Regions from separate parts of the Mus musculus genome. Here all the other regions are linked to region 2. A link is a contact called in public Hi-C data. All regions are on one chromosome and are shown on one strand. Each heading gives the region's core, a stretch centred on a gene start, on an enhancer-like site or on the middle of the called end of the contact. The rest is flanking DNA. Distances are from core to core; before and after follow the strand shown.

Region 1 (6,761 bases), core at 2,754-5,253, 140 kb after region 2:
GGAAGCAGAAATGGGTTGGTTAGTGAGCAGGGGGACGAGGGAAGGATTAGGGGGTTTTTGGAGGGGAAACCAGGAAAAGGGATAATATTTGAAATGTAAATAAAGAAAATATTTATTAAAAAGAAAATCTAAGATGCTGGAAAAGAAAGAAAAAAATCAAGCTAAGCATAGGTCTATAAGCAAACCAGCAAATACCATTCCTCCTTCGTTTCTGCTTTAGGTTCCTGCTTGAGGTCTTGTCCTGATTTCCTTCAAGAACAGACTATATAACCCGTGAGATGAAATAAGCTATTTTGTTCTTCAAGTTGCTTTTGGTCATGGTGTTTGTCACAGAAACAGAATGACAAGTGAATAGATACCAATTACATGGAAAAGGGGCATGTTGTTGAATTGAAAGTTAGATAAAAGGTTGAGCTAATTCATGAAGGCTTTTTCACAGCATACTTTGATGTAGGAAAGACAGTAGAAGGGAGCAGAGATACTGCCAATACTACTGTCTAGGTTTTCCTAAGTTAAGAAAATAACATAGAGATCATATTAACAAATCTTTTACAGACAACAATAAACCTTACTTTTTTTTTCTTTTTCAAGGTAGAGATAGGATTTCTCTGTGTAACCCTGGTTGTCCTGGAACTCCCCTGTAGACCAGACTGGCCTTGAATTCAGAGATCTTCCTGCCTCTGCCTCCAGAGAGCTGGGATTAAAGGTGTACAACATCACTCCCTGGCTAACAGTCCTTTCTTTTTACTGAGTATTTTGTATTTGTTAGAATTTATGATGTGATTATACCCCACCCCCAAAGAAAAACAATTTATATATTAAGGTTCTAATGTCAAACATAATGAAAAAAAAGAAAGAAGGAAGGAAGGAAGGGAGGAAGGAAGGAAGGAAGGAAGGAAGGGAGGGAGGGAGGGAGGGAGGGAGGAAGGAAGGTGGAGGGAGGGAAAGAGAGAGGGAGGAAAAGAAGTTAGAGTAAGATAGAAAACTCCCTCTTCTTTCTTTCCATATGCACACACTAAAAGGTCATGCAAGGACAGACAGAAGGCAGTGACCTATGAACCAGGATGTTGCATGTCCCAGCACTCTGATCCAAAACTGCCTTCTCAACTCCAGTCTCCAAAACAGTGAGAAGCAAGGATCTGTTTAACCACCATGTTTATATCAGAGCCCAAGCAGACTAAAGTGTCAAGCAACCGTCTAGCTAGACTCCAAATAGCATCTCATTAACTCAAAGTGGTAGCTGCCAAGACCTAAGAGCATGAAGGGAAACCCTAAGACATGAGGAGCTTGCCTGGGAAACTCTGAAATTCAGTCATGGAGAGGGGATTCTTCGGCTCCTGACCTCTCTGGCCCCAAGAACAGTTGTTCTGGAAGACCCTGCTATGTCTAGGAAGAGAGTACTCTACATTAATTTTTAAAAGTTACAAGTCGACGAGTGTTTTATAGCTTCTCCAGTGGTTCCATTGCATTTCCAAAGTCAAGTTAACAGACAGTCAAGATTGGATCCAAGATTCTCTTTCACTTTCCCGTTTCTTCCCATGGCCCAGCCTCTCACTTAGAGTATAAATGATGTGGGAAGCAGGGAGACTATCAGTGTCTGTGGTCCATGAAAGCCCCACATTTTAACTGTGCTGTTCCACATATACTTGTAACACCATCCTGGCATCCTTGCATTGATGTGCTGGCCTAGCATAGCAACAACTTCTGATCATGTCTGTACCTGTTCCCAGGCAGATTATTCTATTCCAATTCCATAGCTATAGTTTGGATTGTTTTTTTTTTTTATAATTTTCATAATATTATTCAATTGACCCCTTTACCTTTTCCCCATCATGGCAAAAGACCCAAGGTGGGTCAAATACCCAGCAAAGTTCAGATGATGCCATTCATACGCAAGCTTGCCATGCCCTAGCCCCGGGGGAGATGACTCTTTCCACTCATTATGAAAATCACAGCCTTGTACCAGGGCTAAGATATGCTTGGAGATATGATTTCATTTTCTAACTATGACATTTCTGATGCATTAAGCTTAAGTGTGTTAATAGTGTGTGCTGCCGGCATAAGTCAAGGCCAGCGATACCATCAGCCCTGTAAAATTCCTTAGATGCCTGAGCACTGTTAAGAGAGGTAAGTTGCTTCGAGGTGGTTATTCAGGACGGATTAATGTGTAATCCCAAAGAACAGCAAACAGCTATGGAAAATATGAACTCAGCATTACTAGAGGGGGAGGGGGAGGGAGGAAAGTCAGTTGAGTTAAGGAGAACTCAGAGCTGAGGCATGGACCAGACCCATCTGAACAGGCACAGGACACAAGTCAATGCTTTGGTTATAAAAATATGCAACGCTTCCAAATTCTTCAACCCTAGCAAAAACCCCCCAGGGCAGCCCAGTCCAACCCTCAGCCTACCGATATATCCAAAGTATCCGAGAGAACAGACAGATATCCAAGAAATCCTTATAGACGAAACTAGCAATGCTCCCTACAACGATCAGTATTTATTTCCTGGAGAAGAGACAGGTTTTCACACTCATCTTTCTCTTCTGCTCTTTCTATATTCTTATCATGTTTAGAACACATAGCAAATCAGAGAGGTTGTATAAGGTATATTCAGAAAGCAAATTAGAGGACATTATTTCAAATATATTCAAGTTATGACAATATTCTAAGTCACTGAACGGCATATTTACATAGTTGAATTAAATGTTATAGAAATTACACTGCAATAAAGATCTATCTATCTATCTATCTATCTATCTATTTATTTAGGTAGTTTTGGAGACAGGCTTTCTTTGCATAGCTTTCCTTGACTGCCCTGGAACTCATTCTGTAGGCCAGGCTGGCCTCAAACTCCCAGGGATCTACCTGCCTCTGTTCCCCAAGTGCTGGGATAAAAGGCATGCACCACCACTGCCAGCGTAAAGTTGTATTTTTAAAGCTACGTATGAGGTTAAAAATCTTAACCATTTCTAGGACTCAGAGCTGTATATACAAAGCTCAAACATGGATGACAAGATTACTGAAAGTGAATGAAAGGATTCAAAAGCCCTGTGAAATTCATCCTAACTCCCAGGAAAGCACAATCAATCGTTTCTATACTTCAACAATGTGATTCAAGACAAACATTTAGATTTGGAAGTATGTTCTCAAACAAAAAAATCCCATCAGATAAGCTGTCTCATACAATCCATCAGTTTTTTAAAAAAAACATGAGATGAAGGGATGGGGAGAGAGCTTGGTATATAAAGTTTGTTGGGGGTGGGGGTGGGGTGGGGTAGGGGAGCCTCTGAACTGAAGTCCTCATATTGAACAGCAAGCACTTTACATACCAAGCTATCTTCCCACAAGCCCAGAGGTGGAACATTGTACACACACTCAAAGAATAACCTTAGAGCTCACTGGTCAGTCTAACAGAAATGGCAAACCCTTGGTTGAATTAAGAAAGACTCATGAATAAGATGGACAATCATAAAAGACACCTTGGTCAACCTCTGACCTTTGCCTCCACACCCGCACATGCACACACACTGCACACACACACACACACACACACACACACACACACACACACACACACACCTACCACACACACATAAGGAAAGTATAAAATGAAGGGGCCTAAGTAACTTCATTTTTAGCTGTGTGTCTGAAACAGCTGTCCAAGTAGCATTTTTGTGGTGAGGCTTTTTGCAAACAAGCTTAATGGAATGATATTTTCAGAGCTTTCTGTCCTTGCCAGCTGTCGAGGTTAAAGGGAAATTATCTTGCAATTTGGAGGCATGTCTAAACCAAAGCACCTATTTTATTCACATTTCTGAATCAGTCAGATTGCTGCCAGAAAGTGCTGGGCATCCAGGAAAATTCCAACCAGGTACCCGAAATCTGCAAGGATGCTTTTGTTTCAGTAACTTTGTGGCTACCACGAGGGGAAATGAGACACTGTAACAACATCCGGAGTCATCCAAATGTATCGCTGCCTGGTCAGCTTTACTGTCACAAGGAGATGACATCATTTTAAAAACTATGTTGCAGCTTAAGGGCCAAATGAAGTTGGAAATGACAGTCCGTACTGTTCCTTGTGGTGGCTCACTCTCATTTGTCTCTTAACGCCCTGAGAAGGTGTAATTGTTTGTTTCCCTGTGGCCAGCTGACTTACTCCGTGGGTCAAAACCTCTTACCCCTCTTACCCCCCCCCCAACCCCCAAGACACAAAAACAAGAGAAGAAACCCTAAAGCCCTCAATTAACAGACCAGATGGCCTCCTGTTTGGCGGAAATCTCACTGAGGTGACCTCAAGTGACCTGCCTCCAGCACATTAGCTGTACACGAATTTAATCTAGTCCCAAGATCTCAGGCCTTCAGTCTTGTCAGTTCTTAAATGGGTCTAATTGCACCAGTCTCTTCTGATTCACAAAAGGGATATATCCATGCATGTGGTTTTTTCAACTAAAGAAATAAACCAGGAGAGAAGCAGTAATACTGAGGCCTGCCTGAATAAAGGAAATTCTCCAACAACTGTGCTGCAAGATGGATACTTGGATAATATCTACTAGGAAAACTCACTGTGCATACATATGTCTCTTTTATATGTACACATATGAATATTCACATGAGTATTCATGTTTCCATACATATGTGTGGAGGAGGTCAACTTCAGGTATCATTCTTCATGAGCTACCTACCTGGTTTTGTTTTGTTTTGTTTTGTTTTGTTTTGTTTTGTTTTGTTTTGTTTTGTTTTGTTTCAGCCCTGCTCACTCTAGCCATATTTATTTCATATATGTGGGTACACTGTCACTGTCTTCAGACACACCAGAAAAGGGCATCAGATGCCCATTACACATGGTTGTGAGTCACCATGTGGTCGCTGGAAATTGAACTCAGCTCCAGAAGAGCAGTCGGTGCTCTTAACCACTGAGCCATCTCTCCAGCCCCCAACCTGGTTTTTAAATACAGGGTCTTTCACTCAAATATGAGACTGAAAGATTAGTCTATTGTGGCTGACCAGGGAGCCCTGGAGATCTGCTTGTCTCTCCTTCCCCAGTGCCAGGATTATAATTACATCATGTATCTAGGCTTTCACACGGGTTCTGTGGGTTGAACACAGGTCCTCCTGCTAATTTAACAAGACTAAGCTATCTCCTGAGCCCCTAGAAGAACTCTCTTGATTCCTAGTTTCCAAATGAGATATCTATCAATATTCTCTCTCTCTCTCTCTCTCTCTCTCTCTCTCTCTCTCTCTCTCTCTCTCTCACACACACACACACACACACACACACACACAAATAAGAGAGAAAAAAGATGAAAGGGAGGTGGAGATGAGAGAGAGAGAGAGAGAGAGAGAGAGAGAGAGAGAGAGAGAGAGAGAGAGAGAGAGAATACATGTGTTCCTCCTATGCAATTCCATCAGAGTCCACCAAACACACTTGCAGCCCTTTCGTGAAAATTCAGCCACATCGCAATGGAGTCCATACACAGAAAACACACCTCAGAATCATTTTATCCATCCAGTTTTGAGTTGCCTCACACTACCCATGCTGGGCACTCACAAAGCGATGCCAGGGAACTGAGTGATTCCCATGAGTCATGTGAGCAAAGTTTGTCCCAGCTGGTGATAGGCACAGCAAACAAAACATGGAGTGCAGAGATGCTAGGGTCTAGGAGACATTGCTCTCTGATTTCAAACTAGGCACTTGTGATCATTAATCTCGACTGTCAATTTAATTAGCTTGGGAGGTGCCTGGGACATTAGTTAAGGATTCCTCTGAATGAGTCCTGGGAAGGTGTTTGCTGAGACTACTGGCATGTGGGACAGCAGCTAGGGTGGGAAGAGCCACATTCAATGTGGGTAACAGTATCCAATAAGCTGAGGACTTGATAGACCTAAAGCAGGAAGAAGACAACTGCCACAGACATGCTCTACACCTCTTGCTCTGCTTCCTGGCTCCCATATGTGAGCTGCTCTGCTCCACATGCTCTTCTGTCACAATGAGCTCAAACCTCAGACACCATGGGCCAAGATAAGTCTTTCCTCCTTTAAACTATGTTTTGGGGCTGGAGAGATGGCTCAGTGGTTAAGAGGACTGAATGCTTTCCCGGAGGTCCTGAGTTCAAATCCCAGCAACCACGTGGTGGCTCACAACCATCTGTAATGAGATCTGATGCCCTCTTCTGGTGTATCTGAAGACAGCTACAGTGTACTTATATATAATAAATGAACAAATCTCTAAACAACAACAACATCAAAAACCCCATGTCTTCCTTTTTTTTTTAACCCCATGTCTTCCTATCTGTCATAGCAATGAAAATTTTGACAAACTTGAGAACTGATACTTGTTTGTTGGTTGGTTTGTTTGTTAAGACAGGGTCTTCTTTATGTAGCATTGGCTGGCCAGGAACAGGCTACGTAGACCATACTAGCTTCTTCAGTACTGATCTTAAATGTTACAGGGACACAGAAGCCATTTGCATTGTAAGTTACTATGGTAGTCTATCAAGAGTGATATTTAATTCTCACATGTTTTTTTGGGTTCTAAACCCTGATGCCTTCAACAGTGGTCAAATTATTTGATTATTGCAATTGGTCCTTTGAGAATACCAACTAGGAGAAGCTATAATGAAATATGCTCTGCCTCTGGGCAGCAGCTGAGTGGAAGCTGTTTGCATTCAGATGCTTAGTGACTGAGTTGTGCCCAGGATACAGATGATAAGGGAGGATCACCATGGAGGGTGCAGGGCTACTGGGACAACCTGCAGTCCTACAG
Region 2 (7,013 bases), core at 4,228-6,727:
AGTCAGACTTGAGGGGTCCTCACCAGGGTTTCAGTGGAGGTGAACACTCCATGCAGACCATCAGTACAAAATGCACCTGTAGTGCAGAACAAAGAACAGGCTTGAGTTTTGGTTGGGGGAAAAACATTATTTGTCTTGGGACATTTGTAATGTAGTAGGCTACATCATATAACTGTGGAATGAACCAGTGACTCATGGCCCCATCAAGTCATCTGGTTTCTACTTAACAGATGGGGAGACATAAATCAAGGAAGGGACAGAGAACAGTACCATAAAAAGTACAGCCACACCCTGCCTAGTGGCACAGATAATTAAACTGATTTGTAGGGAGTTGCCATTTCCAATAGTCCTTCCCGATTCAACAGAAGGGCCCAGCTTCTGTATTAGCTAAGCTTCTGAGTGTTCTATCATGGTGATGGAAATGGCACAGCCCAGATTCTTGAGCATCACCCAGAGCCCAGCAAACCAAACAAAAGAACTCAGACCAACAACCATTGTTCAGATCCTTTATTGGCCCCATGGTCTTATCCCATTTGCCTTCTACATCATCCCTTTTGGAAAATGAGTTTGGGGCACCCCTTTAAGACAGAGATGGGTAGCAAAAGCAATTACAGTCTCTAGGGCTGGGAACCAGGCTCATATTTCCCATGTTTTCATCTATAATTGATGAAGGAATTTGGAAGTGGGGGAAGAGAAACTTAGGCTAAACCAAGCCCATGTTCAAACAGGACTCCAGTGTTCGGAGGGTGTCCAATCATGACTCAGCCAAGCATCTGACTCAGCCAAGCATCTGAGTGACAACGATATGTACTAGTGACAACCACACTGCCAAGCCACAGACTCCTAAGCAGCCTCTGAGAATGGACAAGGGTATTATTTTGTGGGTTATGGACAAAACGGTGAGTAATTCCCTGTTGGCTGGCCCTGAATGCCTCATTTACCAGAGGCTGAGATGTATAAGCACTGCTGTTATAGCAAGACAAAAGTCGGCATCTAGATGCTCCTGAGAAAGGGCCTTACATGCTCTTGCTCGACCAATGGAAGCCTGGGCAGTAGATTCCAGTATCATTTCCCTGTCATAGGTAACTGCAGGACGGAAATAAGCAACTTGCTTCAAGACCAAAGTCTGTAAGTGGATGAGACGGATTGTCTGACTTCAAAAGCTAATTCCTCTATTCTATTTCTGATTCCTTGATGCCAATTTCCAAAAGTCAAAGCTTTCTCCACCCTTGTTAATTCCCCAAGCCCGTCCTCTCTTATCCTTGCATAGCCTCACTTGAAGAAATGGAATGCAGCTCTTAAACAGAGCCTGACACTCACAAAGTCTGGTGCTTCCTAAATCATCAGAAATGTCCCAACAAAGATCTGTCAAAATGGCAAATATTTATCTTCAAATGAAATACCACTGTCATCCTCCAGTAGCAAAATTAAATTATAAATCCATTTAGCAAGTCTATTCAGTACAAGAATATTCTTCTTCTTCTTTTAATTATTTTTTTGATATTTTTTCTCCTTTATATCAATCCTTCACACAAACATCCTTGTTTACAATGCTCTACACAGGGAGAGAGGGAGAGACAGACAGAGACAGAGAGAGACAGAGACAGAGACAAAGGGGTTGGGTGATGGTTAGATTACCACCACCTGAGATATCAGGACTTACTGCCCTTCCTCACTCTGTAAAATCTCTTAAATTTTCTTTTTGAATCATCTCCCTCAACTTCAGTTCCATAACCTTTCAAAGAAACGTGAGACTCAGGACAGAGAGCTCCCTCAAAACAAGCCATCTTCATCAAAGCATCCAGGCAACATGTGCAGTAACAAGAACATAGGGTTGGCGCCCAGCTTCCCTCTCATATTACTTGCTATGTTCTCATCCCAGACGTCAGTCATAAAGGAGCAGCCTGAGGACACAGGATCCACTCAGAAGATGAACTTCAGAGACAGAGCCATGACCTTTTAGAATGTGCGCAGGTTTATCAGGATACAGCCTGAGTCTGAACCTCAGGAAACCTAAACCACATGCAAGTATTCACAGAGAACCTCAAAGGTTCTGAAAGACTCCACACGGCAGGCAGTCTGTTGGATATGCGGCATTATTTTGTTAGTTCCAGACAGAATTTAATCTCTGTTCACCAGAAAGATAGGTCATTGGTCATCATTTGAGAAGGAAAGTAACAGAAAACTCTTCTCTATAGCGATGGAGAGATACAGAATGATACACAAGTTAGGATAGATTATACTGCCAAAATTTGGAGAAAAATGGGGCTCTTTGGCAAACTTCAACGTGACATAATCATTTTTCCTTTACTTACATTAAATTTCACACAGTGGCATCAGCCTACTTCTAAAAGTACTTCTAAACCCAAATACATAGGATCTCTGTGAAATAAAAATCGAGAACTTTTCAGATAAGACGGTGGTGATTTTTAAGAACCTATAATACAAGTTAGAGAATCCATTTTCAAAGTCCCTGTAGGTTACCAAACCTGTGTCCTTAGAGGCCTGGTTCATCACACAAGGCCTTCCACATCCTTAAAGACATGTTGAAAAGATCAGGTTTGGGGTATTTGTCAAGCCAGTTGTCAATCAAAAGATGTTCCTCTTCTAGTTGGTAAGTATGTGTGCATTGTTCACCCTCAGTGACACACTTCCTCCAACAAGGCCGCACCTGCTAATAGTAGCACTTCCCATGTGCCAAGCATATTTAAACCACCACACATAGAATGCCCCCACATTCCCTCCCAAGCTTCCAATGCTGAAGGTTTAAGCCCCATTAGGAACATTAGGGGGTTGGCTTTGAAGGGAGCAAGCCCTTGAATGTAAAGGTCGGTGTGTGCTCTTCCCTCCTCTCTCCTCTTGACCTCTCCTCACCTTTCTTCTCTCCCCTCCTTCTCTCTTTCTCTCTTGTCCTCCCCACGTCTTCTCTCTCCTCTTACTTCTCTCTCTCCCTTACCCACCCCAATATGGCTGTGTGCAATCTAGAACTGAGACAGTCAGCACCTCAGACTTGACCTCAGATTCTATACTTGGCTGTGGCAAAGCTCAACCTGACTAAGACAGAGTAATTCCCCAAATGACTATCAAAACCATTGTCCAAGCCAGAGAGTGGCTGTATCAAAGTGTATGAATTCCTTTTAAGATGGTCGCTCACAGATAATCTAGGAAATGGCTTGGGTTCACTCACCCCAAAGGAACTAGGCAGTTTATTAACACACTAGGAAAAAATATAAAGCAGTTATCTACGTACATAAAACACAGACATAGCAGGTGAACTATCTAAGCTAGGCCTACATTTCTACCTAATGCACTCCAGGTTGGCAAATGACAGTCAAAAAGTTTCTTCATTTCTGGTAATATTCAAACTTAAAGATATTTACTCCCTCAAACTCTTGGGGGTGGTGGTGGTTTGAAAGAAAATGGCTTCATAGGCCCACAGGAAGTGGCACTACTAGAAGATGTGGCCTTCTTGAAGGAAGTATGTCACTGGGGGTGGGCTTTGAGATCTCAGATGCTTAAGCCAGGCCCAATGGCTGGCTCTTCTTCCTGCTGTCTGCTCTGAATATAAAATTTTCAGCTACATCTCTAGTACCACTGTTTGATTATAACATCTGGCTGGAGCAGTTACATATTGAACTATTTATGATTTACTTCTTTATGTTCCAGCTGTGACATCCTATCACATACTACCTGGCAAATGCTTTTATGTGTGCATCTACTATCATCCATGATTGCATTTGGTGATTGTCGTGATGTTATAAAACAAGGAGGACTTTAAGCAAAACAAGATCCTCTAAGTCTAAATCAATGTGAGCAAAGCTCATACAAACCCACAGGGCCTGGAGGGGTCTGCAGTGATCCTCTGCAAATACATAATGACTTCCAGCTTAGTGTTTTTATGGGATTCCTGAGTGTGAGTGGGTCTCTGATTCTTGTACCTTCTCTGGGCTCTTTTCCTTCTGCTGCTTTGCCTTGTCCAAATTTGATGTGATAGTTTTTAACTTAAATCATATTTTGTTAAAAAAAAAAAAAGAATGAATGAATGAATGAATGAATGAATGGAAAACCTAGCCACTGTCATTCTTACCTGCTGGGACAGGGACAATCAGTTTTCTCCAAGAGTGACACTTGGACAGGCTTCATGTTCAGGAGTAGTTGGCAAACATACAGTGGACTCTACAGGTTTTGGTGTGTGTGTGTGGACACTTTTATTTGACTACAGTGTGGTGGGTTGGGTTCATTTGTTATTGATTTTCTTTTTTTGGTTTATGATTGTGTTTTTGTTTTTTTTGTTTGGAGCTTTTGTTTTTGTATTTTTGTTGTTGTTGTTCCTTGAGAAAGAACTTAAAGTTGGGTAGGTAGGGAGTGGGTAGAAGATCTAGAAGGACTTGGGGAAGGAGAACATAATTAAACATATAAATCTTTAAGATGTTTAAAGTAACACAAAATAAAATAGAATTTAAAAATGTTTAAGTGAAAAACATTTCTTTAAAGGGGAGGGGGGGGGGGATGAAGCCAGGCAGTGGTGGCGCACACCTTTAATCCCAGCACTTGGGAGGCAGAGGCAGGCGGATTTCTGAGTTCAAGACCAGCCTGGTCTACAGAATGAGTTCCAGAACAGCCAGAGCTATATAGAGAAACCATGTCTCAAAAAACAAACAACAACAACAACAACAAAAGTGTGTATGGGGGGTGATGGGGTAGGGTCAGGTTGGACAGGACTAGGAAGTCACCAGGAAGTTCCTGTGCGCACACATGCATGTGCAGACCTGTGCGCACAGACACCGAGTTCCTTCCTTGGCTGCCCTTCCATCGTACATACTGAAAGCTGATCTTTCACTGACCCAGAACTTGCAGACTCCAGCCAGTCTAGCCGACCAGCCTGCTCCTGGGATCCCTCATCTTGACAGCCTGGGAGTGCAGGAGGTGTAGAGTTACCACACCTGCAGGGATCGGAGGGATCCAAACTCTGGCGCTTTCCTTGTTCAGCAAGCTCTTTATATACCAAGATATCTCCCCATTTTGAGGAACTACTATTAGCTGTTGCTATATATTTCAAAAGCAGAGTTTTACAAAATCCTTTAGCAGCGATAGAGTTTTTAAACATAATTCAGGTAAAAACCTCAGACGAAAATACAAAGAAAAGAGACATTGTGGAGGCTGTAGAGGAAGCCAGAACTTTCCCTGGACTTCCCCCAGAGCTTCCAGGAAGAGTGTGGGAGGGAGGCACCATCTGGTGTAATAATTTGAGTTGAGCGCTGCAGACAAGAGTTAAGTCTGAGTTCTGAGAATCCATTCTTAGGACGCTCCTTCAATTTAGAAGAGACATCTGCAGAGAAAAGTGCCCATCACACTAACCATGCTGTCCGAAGCTCTGCACACCATTAAGCAATGGGACTGTAACCATCTTCCAGACCAGAGAGTCAAAGCAAGCATCGTGTCTGGGCACAGAGCCCAGGTCAACAGGAAACTGGCAGGGGCCAACGCTCCTGGAACACAGCTCCTTCCTTGCCCTTTCCTGTACTCTGCTCACAGGCATGCGCTATATACTGAATGAATCACCACAGAAGCCTCTTCAATCCTGTTTGTGGGGGCTGCCCTCCCACCCCCCACCCCCAGCCAACAGATTAGTTTCTTGAAGTGCCCCAGACACTGCTGGGAATATGTTGTTGTAAGTGTAAAAACAATGACACTGGCAGAGGTGGCTACTGTGCCCCTTAACACTGCCACAGAGGCATTTAAGATGGGGGGAGGGGAGGCCTTACTAACTCCAGTCATCCTGCGCACTGCACTTCAGGCAGGTCACTGGACAATCCCAGTGGTGAAGTATGTGGACGCTGGGCTTCAGCTCTGCCTAGGAATACCTTGGAACATTTCTTTTCTGTAGTGTCATTTACGTTTGTTTCTTTCGCTCCTCTACCACAAATTCATAAAATCCCAAATGCTTGGAAGAATTTATTTCCGTCTTTAATATAAGTGCCCACACTGCCAACGGCCAGGAGTGGGTCACTTGTAAATCTGAAACCACGTTGAATACTCTTTTTCCTTGGGTTTCACATATGACACAAAACAGAAACATTTCAATTATGTGTGACTAAGAGTAAGAAAAATATACAACTCTATTTAAAACACTTAAATTAACAAGATAGGGCTTTTTCCACTCTAGCAAAATATTGTACATTCAGTTTTAAACAAGAGTTAATATGCAGACACACATTTTCAAAATACCTGATCCTAGTTGAAAATCAGTGACGATGAGGCTTTCCAAGATATTTCTAATTAGCAAAAATGTGTACACCTGGGAAGGACTGTAGGTTTCCCCCCCCCCCCCTCGAACACAGACATCAAACAGATCAACACTGCAAACTGACCAATGCCTCATAACTCTAACTCTGGTTGCTTCTGCTTCCTGAACAATACACTTTGGCTGTCAGCAAATCTTATAGCTCCTTTCCCATATACAACTGCAACACCATTCACAAAAAGCACACACTTCTTTGCATATGCTAAGTTCCATCAAAGCGTGCTCGTGAATTTGTGTATTGGCTCACCTACATGGAGGCTGTTACTGAAAGGGGGGTGGGGGGGTGGCTGGGCGCGGGTAACAGCTGATCTGTAGGTAAAGAAAGCCCTGCTACAAAGAGCCTCACACACATCATTCTGTGGCGGACGCTGCCATACTTATAAATATGTTCTATAGCTTTAAAAATCAAAGCAAAGGCTTTTCTCCTTTGGCTTTTTCAGATGCAGAAGTTGGACCACAAACTGACTATGGGTTTTATCTATGCGACAAAACCCATCAATTTCAGTCCCCGCTGTCCAAGAAAACAAAAGTGAACAATTTTGCCAATTCCTGACATTAAGTTGTCTGACCAACACCACACTTTAAAGAGCATGTCTCCATGTTCCCACAGTGGGACGGCAGAACTAGGCAGGCTGTGCCATGTCTGTCCTTCCTTCTGCCTCCACAGATGGCACCTAAGATCCACTGGATTTGATGCCCTCTGGTTGAC
Region 3 (6,431 bases), core at 305-2,804, 230 kb before region 2:
GTGACACATGCACAGCTTGCTCCTGCCACACAACTCATTCTTGTCCAAAAGTAGAATACTTTCACATCATGTAAGGAAGTCAGAAAACTCTTCCATATAGATCTGCTGCCTTGAAAGCTTCTACAGGCCTCACCAAGCACAATGCATGCTTCTTGCTGGCAGAAAAGCAAGGCACAGTCACTGTCCCTTTACTTTTGAGTGATAGATCCTGACTTGCCCCACCCCCTGAACCTAAATACTTAGCTCTCATTCTCTGAAGTCATGTATCTAATCTTATTCTTTATATCATCAGCCTGATGACTAGAGTTCCTTATCTCGGCATACCTTATTATACTGGCAATTTCTTGATCAAGACTACAATTGGTGATAGCCTTGACCCTGGCCACTGTTTCCAAACTAGTTGCCATTACACTAATTCTGGCTCTTGCTTAGATTGTTAAGTGTGGCCTTCTGGCCTTTGCCACTATTCTAGGATACTATCATCCACATTGTTACTAACCAATGCAGATTCTTTATGTTCTTTAACATTCGTCTGTATTATAAGACTGGTGCTCACTTGAGAAAATACATCCAGATACAGCACTCCCTTGTGTCTATGTCCGTTTATCACCTTTTTTATCACCAACTCCATGCCCATCTATCTGGAACCCTAATTTCCCATGGATTGAGAGAGACTGACTGGGGCCAGTCCGTGGCAGGTTCTAACTCTTTTTTTCTTTTTTTGTTTTGTTTTGGTTTGGTTTTTGAGACAGGGTTTCTCTGTGTAACCCTGGCTGTCCTGGAACTTACTCTGTAGACCAGACTGGCCTCTCAGAAATCCACCTGTCTCTGTCTCCCAAGTGCTGGGAATAAAGGTGTGTGCCACCACTGTCCAGCTTGGTTCTAACTCTTAATCTGCATTTCAAAAAAAATAATTCTCTAAACAATGTAGGTAACCAATAATGTTAATGAAATAGACAAGTCAAATTTTGCAGACCTTTGACACATTTTAAAATAATCATGTTATTTTACAGTAAGTCTGTAAAATGAGAGACATTGAGAAAGACCACAAAGGTTAGTGTAGAAATAAGTCCCAGTATAAAGTTATCTTTTAAAAATCACAATTCTGAAATCTGTTATCTTCATTTTGACCACCAGAGGGCGAAATAATCCTTGTTGAAGATCAAAAACTCAGCTACAGGTTAGTGTTTTCATACTGTTTTGTGGGTGGTGGTTTGTCTGGTTTGGGGTTGTTTATTTTAGTCTTCAAGGAGGAAGAAATAATGGAAGGCAGAAAATGAACACAAGTAGTGTATTTTTTTTCCATACCATTTTACTAGACAGTTTGCATTTCATCTTTATCTTACAAGTCATCCTGGGGAACAGGGAACAGGGGAAATGAGGCATGCCTCGGTTTTCAGTTTCCTCAAAACAGAGAGATGACAATAACCAAAAGCACAATGACAGATAAGGTATCAACCCCACAGTAACATCTTGCCCCATACCATACATTGTTGAACCCCATCCCCATCATGCAACAGCAGAACATGTGTGACTTAAACCATGGTTTCTATTACAGGGTGTTAAATGTCTCCATGGGGCATGCTTCCCTTTGGACTAAAGCTAAAGAGACATCAATACAGAGCAACTAAGTTTCTTTACAACGAAGGAAATGGAGAAGTTTCTTTTTAAATGCAGGGTCTGATTTCCTGTGCTCCATGTGATATGGTGTGATTGAGAAGGTTTTTTTCCTGTGAATGGAACATCCCTTTGACCCATCCATTTCACAGAGATTAGAAAATCTAATTTGAGGGGAATTTACTATTATGGATGACAAAACCTTAAGCTGGCAGTAACCTACATCTTGGATTGAATTTCTTTTGTGGGTAAGTATACAGAAATGTTTGATGGAAAAGAGATTGGAAATCTTCTTTGTGTATCCTATTCTGTTAGTGGGAAGCAGAACTACATTCTAAACCTGCATTTGGGCTGAGTACCGCTTCAATATAATGTGACATTTGAACAGTCACTCTTTGTACCTAGATCATTTGTATCGCTGTTCCAAAATATTGTCTTTCTCTTTTTACAAGCAGCCTGTGTCCGTAAAGTTAAATATGGCTTACATCGGCAGAGTACCTCTCCTCAAAAGACTGAAAACTATTTTTCTTTTCCTTTGTTCCCTCTGTGTGACTATGTGGTCTGAACCCTCCCTGAGGGAATGAGCCTCATCACAAATCCGTGGCTCATTTCTAATCCCTAAGTCTCTGATACCTGACAGGACAGTTCGCATCTCAAAAGGAAAAATTAGAAAAATGAGCATTTTCCAGCTCTTTAAAAGACTTGTATCCTTTAGCTTTAAAGTCCTCACAGTGCTAACATAGTGTGTTTTATAGAACGGACTAAAAGAAACAACAATCAGGCCAAGCTCCAGTTCTCAGAAAACCCAGTGGCAAGGCAGCGGGACCTTTCGGGAGACACTGCTCACAGCAGTGCCTCTGGGGGTTCAGCAGAAGCCGCAGGAGCCAGGTGTGCAGAACCCAGAGTAATAGACACAGGGGCCAAGTCAGACCATTTGATCCCCCAGCAGGCTAAGCGGAGACAAGCATTCCTCCTCTGCAGAGGGGCTGACAGACCTGAAATTCAAACTCAGATTCCGGCTGTACCACTTGGGGCTTTGAGCCAGGCATTTCATTACACCCATAGTTCACAATCATCCCGATTAGCCTATGGGGTGGTAGGACGCAGGGAAGGGGGTTTGGAACATACAGTTAGCAAACTTCAAAGAGCTATGCAAATATAAGGCATGGGTTCACACTGAAAATATGACTCCAAACCTGACCTCTTTCTTGGCCTGTTGGAATCCTGCAACTGTTCGCTCCAGCATCTTTCTGGGACTCTGAATTTAACCTCAGATTAAAGCGATAGGGAAAGCTAAGAACTCTTATAAATGACAGACATCTTGCAAACAACAGAAAAACGTGCGACATATGTGTGTTAGCAACTTCTCAACTAGTGAGGGTCCTCTGCCAGGCTCTCATCTGGGTCTTCAGATCAGAAAGAAAGAGTCCTCCTTCAGCCCTGCCTCCCCAAAAGTCCCCAGAGAAGCCTCATCCTTAACCAGTGCCATGGGTTCTAAAAGATTCGTGCTCAAAGATCCACCACCAGTGTCCTGAGATGGGTGCTCTGGTACATTCCAGAGGCACAGTCAAGAGTCTCCCCTGGGCTCACACTACCTATAGTCCATTTCCCAGCCATTAACTAGGAGAGATCTATAGTTCCCAAATCTCTTGAACCAGAGAAGAGACTTGAGGCCAAGGGATAGCTCCTCATGGTTTCTCTTCACTGAGGGTCTCTAGAAGTGTCGCTCTCTCTGTCCTCACCCAGAAGTGTCACTCACTCTCCTGCTCACCTCGTCTGTCCTCACCCTACTCTTAGGATCACAGCTGAGGCTGGGTACCCACAGAAGCACCCCTACGCTGTGACTAAACTTAGCCCAGAGTGAAGAAGTATTAATTTACAGAACTGGGGAACAGAGAGTGGTTGGTTTGTGCCCAGGAGGTCAGGACACGGCTGAGACTGACTTGGGAACATTCAGCAGGCTGGTTCCACCAAAGCAGAAATGTCTGCTCTGACTTTCTTGAAGTTGCCTGGAAAATTAACCCTATGACTTGCTCAAGCAATCTCACGAACCAACTTTGCCTTTAGATCTGAATGTTCCTAAAGGAGTTTACATTCAAAGGTCAGTTAAATACCTATGAGTGGAAAGCCAACGTAAAACATTTAAATATAGCAATCAGCCCTCATAAAAAGTGTTTGGGGCTTCCACTTGGGGGAGGATGGAGGTCTGTAAAGTGGAGTTGCTAATAAAAGACATGAGTGGATATTTTCTCCCAGGCTAAGGTTGTTCCAATGCTAATTTGCCTCCCCCCAATGCTTCCTTTCACTGTGAACCCCAAAACATTGCCCTCTGAACAGCTACTAGCCACAGGAGGAAATGGAATCAGTCCTGATAGGCATTAGCATCTCCAACTGCATGGATCCATGGAGGGCCCTGCAGGGCCTCTCAGCTCATCCCCAGGCTTCGTCTCGCCACTTGATGAGTCTGCTTCTCTCTCTCTGCTTCTCTCTGCTTCTCTCTGCTTCTTTCTGCTTCTCTCTGCCTCTCTCTGCTTCTCTCTGCTTCTCTTTTTGCTGCTTCTTTACTTTTCCCTCCTAAGGCAAGGACTGGTTTTCATTTCAGTGTACAAAAAAAGTCTTGGTGAAGTACAGGGAAATAATAAACAATTCTTTCTATTCACCTTATAGATATAGATCAGGTGGCTATTTCTATTTGAGTTTGCCGAGCCACCTGGGATGTTATGATATGAATATATACGTCAACAATTTTCAAAGGGCACGTGAGACACACATAGGTCCTCAGTGAATTAAGGTTATGATTTAGAAGTTGTCATTATGATTAATATATTGTTTTTCCTTGAGATCTCTTTAATGACAAACTTTAATTTTTATTAGTATATAATTAGGAATCATATTGTTTATATTTTATTTGGCTCAATAGTTTGTGAGATGTGTTTCTTTGGGTCTACAACTCATGGCAACTAAATATCATAAAGCTTAACCTTTGTGAATAGAAGAGCTAACCTAAGGAGCTAGTTAAGAAAATGATGTGTAACAGGCATTGAAATGTAAGATCTCTGGAGCTGAGGGTGGGGTTGTAATGGAAAGAAAGCATTCAGAAAATTAGTAATTATTAATACATGCTCCCGTGGTTTTCTCTCGAGATTTCCTGAGCATTCTTTATATATCATAGTGCAATACAATACCAGTAAGTCACTACTATACCTATTTTTCTCAAGCAAAAATGATATGCTTCTAGACATATATATATATATATATATACACACACACATATATATGTATAGTCTATATATCAACACATAATAGTACACTTTCTTTTAGAACACTATAATTTGCATTTCTATAAATATATTTAAATAAGAAACATAGATCACTGTTCAGATCTCACACCATTTGACACATAAACATACAAAAATAAAATGATCCCATTTTGCTGGTCCGGGTACTTCTCCAAGTTAAGAACAACTCAGAAATAACCTTGAGAATTTGGATCCCAGGAAAACTGGACACGAATTCATGCTGGCTCTAGGCACCACAGGCAGGGGTAAACTTAATATAACATTCCTTACAGTGGGTATTAATATCCTACCACTGTTCAGAGAAGCTGGGGGTGGGGGGGAACGACATCTCCAAAGGTCATGTGATAGTTTGTCTCCTAGACATTGTGAGGAAGAGGCATATTAATCACATCCCCTGCCCTACGTAAAGCATGAACTTATGAAGCTGACCTCTGAGTAGAACAGGAAAAATGCCTCCTCCTTGGGCTATCCATTCTCTGCCCCCACCATGCTCTACTCTGCAAATAAGTGCTCAGCAAATAGAACATCAACATTAAGAAGAGCCTTGTGTTCCACAAATGCCAACATGCGTCCAGTTCCAGTAGCTAATAAGGAAGAAATTCCTCCACTCACAACGTTTTGCAGAACTTGGCTGCCCACCAAAGGGAGTTCTTCATGCTTCTTTTGCAAAACAAAATAACATGAATTATTATCCCTGGTAAAATTGAGCCTTTTGTCTATGGCAGGTTGTAATTCTCTTGAAAACAAAAAGAGGGGTTTCACCCATTTCACATCCCACCTAAAGCCTATTATTCCAGCCAGCTCCCAGTAGAAGCACAGACGATATGCCTGCTCAGATGAACTCCATCACTTCATTCTAGTATTGAGGAAGGCAACATCTGGGCGCCAGGACTCCCACTGCATCAAAACTGGCTTCACCTCAGTTGCATCCTTGCGGGGAATGGATGATGTCTCAGGAACTGGGTTTGGGATTTCCTTGTAAGCAGAATGAATGCCCTTGGCAGCATCCTGTAGAATGGTATAGTAACAGGAATGGGGGTGGGATCTGGGCATCTGCTCAAAGAGAATTTTCCACACAATCAGAAGACGTGGGATTCATGACTTCCTGAGGGGTGACTTCAGGGTCCTGAGGTGCCTGCTGCTGATAGATGTCCTGGATCAGCAGGGTGTTCATGACCTTCCACTCTCTGTACTTCCTGGCTGTCAGCTTTGGATCATCCAGCAGCTGGTTGATCATAGCCAAATCGTGTTCTTTGCACTGGCCGGGAAGAAAACAGGAAGGAAAGTGACATCCATGATTATGTGAGGACCTGAACTTCTATGAGTCAACTTCTTCAGCCCTTTCACAGACATGGGGACCCATGGGCTGCAACACTACCAATGTGGTTTAGTGCATTAATAGTCTAATCTTGCAACACGCCTGAGGTCAGCCTGTGGGAGCCATAAGAAGCTGTATATATTCACCCCCAAGTTTCCAGACAGTCTGTCTTCTATGCTGCTCCCCTTCATTCTTTT
Region 4 (7,187 bases), core at 2,251-4,750, 140 kb before region 2:
TCTTTCTCTGTGTCTTTGTCTCTGTCTATGTCTCTGCCTAACTCTATCCCTATATCTGTCTATCTCTGTTTTTGTCTCTCTCTGTTTTTAATCTCTGTCTGTTTCTTCTCTACCTATCTCTATCTATCTCTGTCTGTCTGTCTGTCTGTCTGTCTGTCTCCATCTCTGTCTCCCTCCAGAGATTGTGCCCTGGACCTCATGCATGCTAGGCAAGCACTCTACCACCGATGTATATCCTCAGACTTTTATATTTCTTTTTCATTTTGAGACAGTGATTTACTAAATTGACAAGACTATCTTTGAACTCACTCTGTAGACCAGGCAGGCCTTTGTACTTGCAATCCTGCTGCCTCAGCCTCCTGAGTAGCTAAGACTATAATCCTGTGCCAACATACCCAGCTAAAGATTGTTTTGAAGAATAGATAAGAGCCTGCATTTAAAATACCTAGAACATCCATCCCTTGGCATATGGGAGATGTTCCCTGGGATAGATCATCATACTATATACAAAGTCACAAAGAATAGAGTCACAAAGTCCTCTAAGAAGAATAAGGAACAGACTGCTAATTAAATCTTAATTGAGGTCTACCCATAACAAATACACAATTGAGATGTCAGGAATGACTGCAGCAAAGAGAGAAAGCAAAACAACATGAGAAGTCCTCCACAGAAAACTCTTTCTTCTGTACACCATTTATAATCCTCTATCTCCCTGGGCAATTAACAGCAAGCTGATTCTCAGGCTAATGCTACTAATTTAATGACACTAAAGTACATGACCAGTATCCCAAAGCTTACTTTCTGCATCTAATGAAAACACACAGGGATGGGGAACCCACAGGCATCTAAGACTCCATCTTCTTCCCCCTCCCTAGTCTAAGCCAACATGGCTGCTCCATACAGAAGAGTGAGATTCCTGATGTCTAAGATTAGGGATGTCTGAAACCTAAAAGTAACCTGCTCTACTCTCCTAAGAGAAACAGAAGCTGAAGAAGCCAAATGAGCCAAGTGGTAATTGTGTGGGTCCAGAGAGGACGTTTTCACATTCTACTAAGACAGGGATGGTGCCATCTGGCGGAAAGATGGGAGAGATATGCTAAATGGCCTGTTTATCTCTGAGCCCTGTTATGTCCCATAGATGCAGCAGTTCCAATACCCAACTATCCCACAGACTCAAGAAATCCCCCAGTGCTATGTATAGGGTAACTGAGATCAGCTTGTCTTAAGGAGCATCTAGGTGACAGTCACTCCATGATAACTACCCAAAATGCCATAGCTTAGAATAATAGGAAATAGAAGCTGGAGAGATGACTCAGTAGATAAAAATGCTTGTGGCCAAGGTAGACCACTTGAGTTAAATCCCAGGGACCTATGCTATAGAAACAATTCCTTATTGTAAGTTGTCCTGTGACTTCCACACATGAGTGATGACACACATATACCCAAACACACACACACACACACACACACACACACACACACATACAATCAATCAATAATAAATAAATAAATAAATAAATAAATAATTCAAAAATTAAAAATAAAATAATAGAAAACATAAAATATTTATGTTAACCTTAATTTCACTTAAGAAGGAAGTTGTATTTGTTTGGAAATCTACCCAGTCCTGGGTTGGCTTCATTTAGCACTGGTCCCTTAAATGGTTTAACAGAGCGTCTCTATGGGTATTTCTTCTACAACAAAGGGACCCCAGTTCTCTCAAGATCTGCAATGGATTCCCATTCACCAGAGTCAGTGACAGATCCACCAGCAAAGCTCTTCCACAACACTAACATTCCTCTCAGAATGTCTCTAGAGGCAAAGGACAATACAATAACTTCATTTCCAGCTCTTTTTCTACAGCCAAACCATGAAGCTCACCCCAGTAGCGTGTGCCCATCAAAGGATAAATTCAGCAACTATCTCAGTGAATGTTGCCCTCTACAATGCTTGGACACCAATGTCACCATGGAACAATGTCACCAGTCCCTCCACAAGGCTGGCATACAGGTTAGCCATCCCAAACCAACCCATCTCAGGAGAAGAGAAGGTAGTGGATAAAGGATGGAGATCACTCCCTGAACTGATGGATTAATATCCTCAATAGAGGGCAAAGCTGAGTCCCTTTTTAATAGACCTTAGCAATGCAACCTCCCCCACCACCACCACACACACACACACACACACACACACACACACACACACACACACACACACACACACAAATGATATCCAGACAGATCCTGAAACTATTAGGATCTCACAAAATAATAAAATCAGGGGAACCCGAGGGCTCTTTCCTTAAGCAAGGATATATTTAGGGCCCCTTTTCTTCCTCTCCAATCAGAATAATGAAGCCAGATGGCTTCTCCCGAACAGCACAGCTCATTAACCTACATGGTTCCTGGGGCAGAAATGAGTCCCCTAACAAATCTGCTAGCTTGCTCTGTTCCAACTCGCAGAGAATCCCTTCCGCATGGGCATCCTCCGGCCAGCACTCTGGAAGCCACGCTTTGGTAAAGGGGCTAGGGCAGGAGGAGGTCACTCACCATTTGATTGCTATACCAATACAGCGATGAGCCCTTCAGCACCACCCAGAACTTTTTCCATTTGTTGCTTAGAAAAGTTCCCTTTTCCTTTTTCTTGTACAGCCAACCCTGGCAGTCAGCGTGGCCCAGATCTTTACAGGATATCCTTCTCCGACTCATGTTGAAAAACCCTGCAAGAGTTGCATGGACAGGTGAGTGTGACCCGGACTCAGGTGACAAAATAAAAGGCAAGGTTTAGCTTTTTGCACGGCGAGGATTAGACGTTTTCATTCATGCAAAGTGAATATTTTTTTAAAAATCATGTATCTGTTCTATTTTTAAACCTCCATTCCGTGCCTAGAAAACCCGGGCAAAGACACTTATATGCAAGTATGGGTCTAAGAACCTGAGTTAAAGAGAGTAAGTTGAAAACGTTAGACTCAGGGGCTGGAAGCCACATTGTGGTAGACACGCCGGTTCTTCCCACAATAACAGAGGCAGTTATGCAATAGGAACGGAAGGGTTAAAGCCCACCTAGGAACACGGTGACTTCCCGGACTCAGTGCCAGCTTCTCAAAAAAAAAAAAAAAAAAAATTAATCTGGCACCCATCTCCTGATATTAAGATTCAGACAGTCAAGAATCTGATCCCCCCACCCCAACCCACCCCAAGGAGGCATCCAGGAGAGAGAGAGAGAAAAAAAATCACACTAACGGACAAGAAAGGAATAAAGGAACAAAAGGAATCGAATTACCTTGAGTTTTCTTCCTGGGCTTCTGACGCAAGGGAACCTGCTGGAAATGCAGGAAGGAAAGAAAAGAGAAAATTTCTGATTGTGTTGTAACATTTGTAAAGAGAGAGGGAGGGAGGGGGTGGCAGTGTTTATGAGCGGGGTGGATTCTAAAAAAGAAAAAAAGCCTCTCCAAGCAGAGCTCAAGGGAAGCTACCAGCTGAGGCACAAAATGTGCTAATTAGAATCGATATACATTGAGCCGAACCTGGGAAAAAGAGTAACAGGCATGTATGCACCGCTTCCTGTTTCCTCCCACAAGCAGCTCTTGCTACTGCTTAGGTTAGCATGGCACAGGCTTTGTTGAAGTTTGAAAACATCATGAAATACATTTCAAGAAACAATTATCTTTTCTTTCTCCCCTTAGTTTCTAAATCATATCAACTATTTTAAGTAAAACTGGAGAATAATTGTTTCCATCTCAAGCTATTAAATGCTCACATCACACTAACTTCGTGGTCTTGCTAATATGCAGGAAAAATTATTTATCTCTTCTTGGACTCTTCAGAGACTCTAAAGCCCCTCGATTGAGAATTTCTTATTTGCAGCCTAATATACATATCTCATTCTATCTTTATCTCTGAATATTTCTCACATGTCTTATAGAAGATAAATATTCAAATATTCAAATCAGACATGAGGATTTATACAAAATACACACATTTCTCACAGCACATTTTCATCAAGTCATATGAAATCAGATTCCAAAAAACACTGGGAATCCCAAAGGAAAAAATATGCTTGCAAATGCCTCTCCTGCTGTGTCTGTCTGTCTGTCTGTGTACATGTATGTATACAAACATTAGACAGAATTTTAGCTTTAGAAAACTTCATTTTTCTTCCACGGCATCTATGCTAAAATCCTTCAGGTTTAAATAGATTTCATTTATGTTAACAAGCAGAGATTTTTTTTTAATTTTTAAGCATTCAATTAAAATGTTCTAAAAGTTGGTAGGTAACTTCATGAAATGTATGGTTCTCTGGCTGCATCTGGCTAGAAGTCCACATATCTAACTACTGATGGATGGCAGCTGTGGCTCTGCCATATGTTTACAAGGGAATAGAACCTATACTGAAAATAGGAATTTTTTTAAAGCAACAGGCCAAGATTTAACAAGGAAAATTCACTCAATATTACCCAAGGAAAAGTCACTCTAAGCCCATAAATATGTATGTATGTATGTAAGTATGTATGCATGTGTGTATATATGTATGTAAGTTTGTATGTGTGTATATGTATGTAAGTACGTATGTGTGTATGTATGTATGCATGTATGTAAGTGTGTATGTATGTATGTAAGTTTGTATGTATGTAAGTATGTATGTATGCATGTATTTAAGTGTGTATGTATTTATGTAAGTTTGTATGTGTGTGTATGTATGTATGTATGTAAGTATGTATGTGTGTATGTATGTATGCATGTATGTAAGTGTGTATTATGTATGTAAGCATGTATGTATGTATGTATGTGTGTATGTATGTATGATTTCTAATCCCATAAGTCTCAAGCATATCTGCCAAGATTTATTTGTGAAAATATTCTGATAACTAAAAATCCTGTTCCTGTAAATAACCACATATCAATGCATCATGGAGTGTACAAAGATAAGCAAACACTTAATAAGCAAAACCCATCATCTTAGAGTAAGGATGACTCCCATTTCCCTCAGCAGGGAGGTTGGAGTTGAGGTTAAATTGTTTTTCTTCATGGATACAAGACCAGGGAAACCCTGAGTTGGCTTTGTTTTGTTTTGTTTTAGAAACATCCTTTCTTCCCTTGGATCATTGATTGATCTCTTTGAGGGCAATTTTTAAACAGATTCAACATGTGTCAGTCATGGCCTGCTAATCAAGTCTAAACACACTGTCCTGTTAAGGAGCTCCATCTATCTTTCCTTCCCCGAATATTTCCCACACTACCAACTTCTTGGTCTACGATTCTCTACTATTCCTTAGTCTCTGGGCTAATTTTTTATTTTTTATTTATTTTTTTTTTATTTTTACACCACTATCCTGAGATCAAGAAACCCAATTAGTACCTACTGGTCACACAATATTGTCCAAATTGAGTGCTGGGGCTGATGACACAGGTAATAAATGAACTTCCTTGTAGGTAAGACTTGGGGACTCTGGGATCCTAAAAGGCAAGCAAAGTAACTAAGAACCAGGGTTGTGGGAAAAAGCAGAGATGGCCAAGTTGATTCCTAGAAGGCTGGAAGCCCAGGTAAACAAGATGAAACTACATTGTTTCAAACAGCAACAGCAGCTTTTAAAAAGAACCCCCAAGTAGGACACAATGCCTGGGGAACAGCTTTGAAGTCTGGAAGGAAAGAACAGAAGAGGTTTTGTATTCTTTGGCTCCTGGTGCATGGAACAGGGACCTGAGTCTCCATTGTGTGATGGCTCCCAGGGACACTGCTGGCTCTTCAGCTCCACCATCAAGCCTAAGGTGGTTTCCAGAGAAATCCAAGTCAAAACTGTGCGTCTTCATGTCTCCTATTATCAGTCCCAGGTCTACAGCTAGATTCTTGCACTGAGTCTGGGTTGAGAGTTGGACATCCACATCAGGTCAACAGTCCCCTGAGCAGTGTTCCATCACTTCCAGCAAGCTCCTTGCCATCCAACCCTGCCCTGACAGCCCTTCCTCACGGCAAAGCTGCTAACTGAAATAACAAACTAGTGAGGGTTTCAGTTTCACTTGATAGATGTGACTATGAAACCCCCAACTGTTCTACAAGAAGTAATGAAAACAACCTTTGAGAGCTTTACAGAGTCTTAAGACACATTTTCCTCCTCACAACAGGAAGTGGAACCCATGAACTAGTCAGTTTCAAGACCTTCATGTGGCTTTCTCACTGGGTAGGTTGAAAACACTGACAGGCGATTGAGCAATTTATGAGACCATTTCAACCTTCACAGATATTTAAAGTTTAATGAGCTATTTCTCCCAACCTATTTTCTTCCTGTTTGAATGACATAGAGAAAACTGACATCTTATTCTAATAAATAAATAAGTTTTCTCTAAAATAGATCTAAAACTTGGGGGTCAATTCTCTAGGAAAATATATGCATAGTTTTTAATTGAAGAAAAGTAGACTTTTCTTTTGGCCTTGGAACAAGTGTCTCATTTGAGGGCTGAGGAGATGGCACAGTCAGTAAAGTGCTTGCTGAAAGGCTTGAGGGCCTCAGGTAGATGCCTAGAAACCATGCTTAAAATCCAGATGTGGTGATATGATTGTAATGCCAGTATTAGGGAGGCAGAAACATGCAGATTGCTGGAACTTGTTAGCTAGCCAGAGCTTCGGGACAATGAGAGACTCAAATAACAAAATGTATGTATGGTTTCTCAGAGTAATACCTGAGGTTGACCTTTGACCTCCCCCCACACACATGCAATTACTCATACATGTTCAATGATCCTAGTCTTTAGCAAGAATTACACAGTAATGTGTTGACATTCTAGTTTCATTTCTGTGAAACACCATGACAAAAAGCAAACTGTAGGGAGACGGGTTTATTTTAACTTATAATTCCAGCTTTAAGCCATTACTATTGAGGAAGTCACAAGTGTGGAAACCTGAAGCCACTGATCACATCACAGCCACATTCAAGAGTAGAAAGAAATAAATGCTTATATGCCCACTCGCTTCCTTGTTCTCATCTCACTCTTACACAATCCAGGACTCCCTGCCTAGGGAATGGTGCTGCCCACAGTGGGCTGGGTCAGTCCCTGTCAATTAACTTAAGGCAATTCCTCACAAATGCCCCAGGACAGACCAAAGTAGATAATCCCTGATTGAGATTCTCCTCCCAGATGATTCTAGATTATACTAAGCTGGCAATTAAAGCTAGTTGCTAAAGTGGACAA

What was found. Hi-C and Micro-C count contacts between places; a contact is called where the count stands out from the background.
Region 1: a Hi-C map of embryonic fibroblasts shows a contact between it and region 2, with 1.5 times the contacts expected there. The contact joins two enhancer-like sites. A contact is called at or near these places in 4 of 484 Hi-C or Micro-C datasets (cerebellum, embryonic fibroblasts and tail fibroblasts) and 1 of 9 other capture datasets (adipose tissue).
Region 3: a contact with region 2 is called in a Hi-C map of regulatory T cells, with 1.9 times the contacts expected there. The contact joins two enhancer-like sites. A contact is called at or near these places in 1 of 39 promoter capture datasets (the C10 cell line), 2 of 15 datasets of contacts at CTCF or cohesin (the NIH/3T3 cell line and large pre-B cells), 79 of 484 Hi-C or Micro-C datasets (B cells, the C2C12 cell line, ECoMG myeloid progenitors and 36 more) and 7 of 115 datasets of contacts at active chromatin or transcription factors (astrocytes, embryonic stem cells and large pre-B cells).
Region 4: a Hi-C map of cerebellum shows a contact between it and region 2, with 1.8 times the contacts expected there. The contact joins the promoter of Ipcef1 here to the enhancer-like site in region 2. A contact is called at or near these places in 5 of 484 Hi-C or Micro-C datasets (brain, cerebellum, cerebral cortex and 1 more), 1 of 115 datasets of contacts at active chromatin or transcription factors (CD8 T cells) and 2 of 9 other capture datasets (adipose tissue and pancreatic islet).

The regions. Positions count from the first base shown.
Region 1 is chr10:7,256,653-7,263,413 of GRCm38.p6, forward strand. No RefSeq gene overlaps it. Among named protein-coding and RNA genes, the nearest start is that of Cnksr3, 48 kb to the left of the region's middle. Within about 2 kb of position 4,004, at least 40 of the 459 cell types and tissues checked have an H3K27ac peak or open chromatin away from gene starts, as enhancers often do. A contact at or near this core is called in cerebellum, embryonic fibroblasts and tail fibroblasts, where this site is marked.
Region 2 is chr10:7,113,119-7,120,131 of GRCm38.p6, forward strand. Cnksr3 (Cnksr family member 3) reads right to left here. Exons shown (of 13, transcript NM_172546.2): 13 at 5,944-7,013. Among named protein-coding and RNA genes, the nearest start is that of Cnksr3, 96 kb to the right of the region's middle. Within about 2 kb of position 5,478, at least 140 of the 459 cell types and tissues checked have an H3K27ac peak or open chromatin away from gene starts, as enhancers often do. A contact at or near this core is called in CD8 T cells, adipose tissue, cerebellum and 3 more, where this site is marked.
Region 3 is chr10:6,884,502-6,890,932 of GRCm38.p6, forward strand. It overlaps Ipcef1 (interaction protein for cytohesin exchange factors 1), which reads right to left. Exons shown (of 9, transcript NM_001170800.1): 9 at 1,864-6,174. The coding sequence ends at 5,974. It also overlaps a transcript of Oprm1 not described here. Among named protein-coding and RNA genes, the nearest start is that of Ipcef1, 93 kb to the right of the region's middle. Within about 2 kb of position 1,555, at least 5 of the 459 cell types and tissues checked have an H3K27ac peak or open chromatin away from gene starts, as enhancers often do. A contact at or near this core is called in regulatory T cells, where this site is marked.
Region 4 is chr10:6,976,965-6,984,151 of GRCm38.p6, forward strand. Ipcef1 (interaction protein for cytohesin exchange factors 1) reads right to left here and starts at 3,501. Exons shown (of 9, transcript NM_001170800.1): 1 at 3,283-3,501; 2 at 2,550-2,719. The coding sequence starts at 2,708. It also overlaps a transcript of Oprm1 not described here.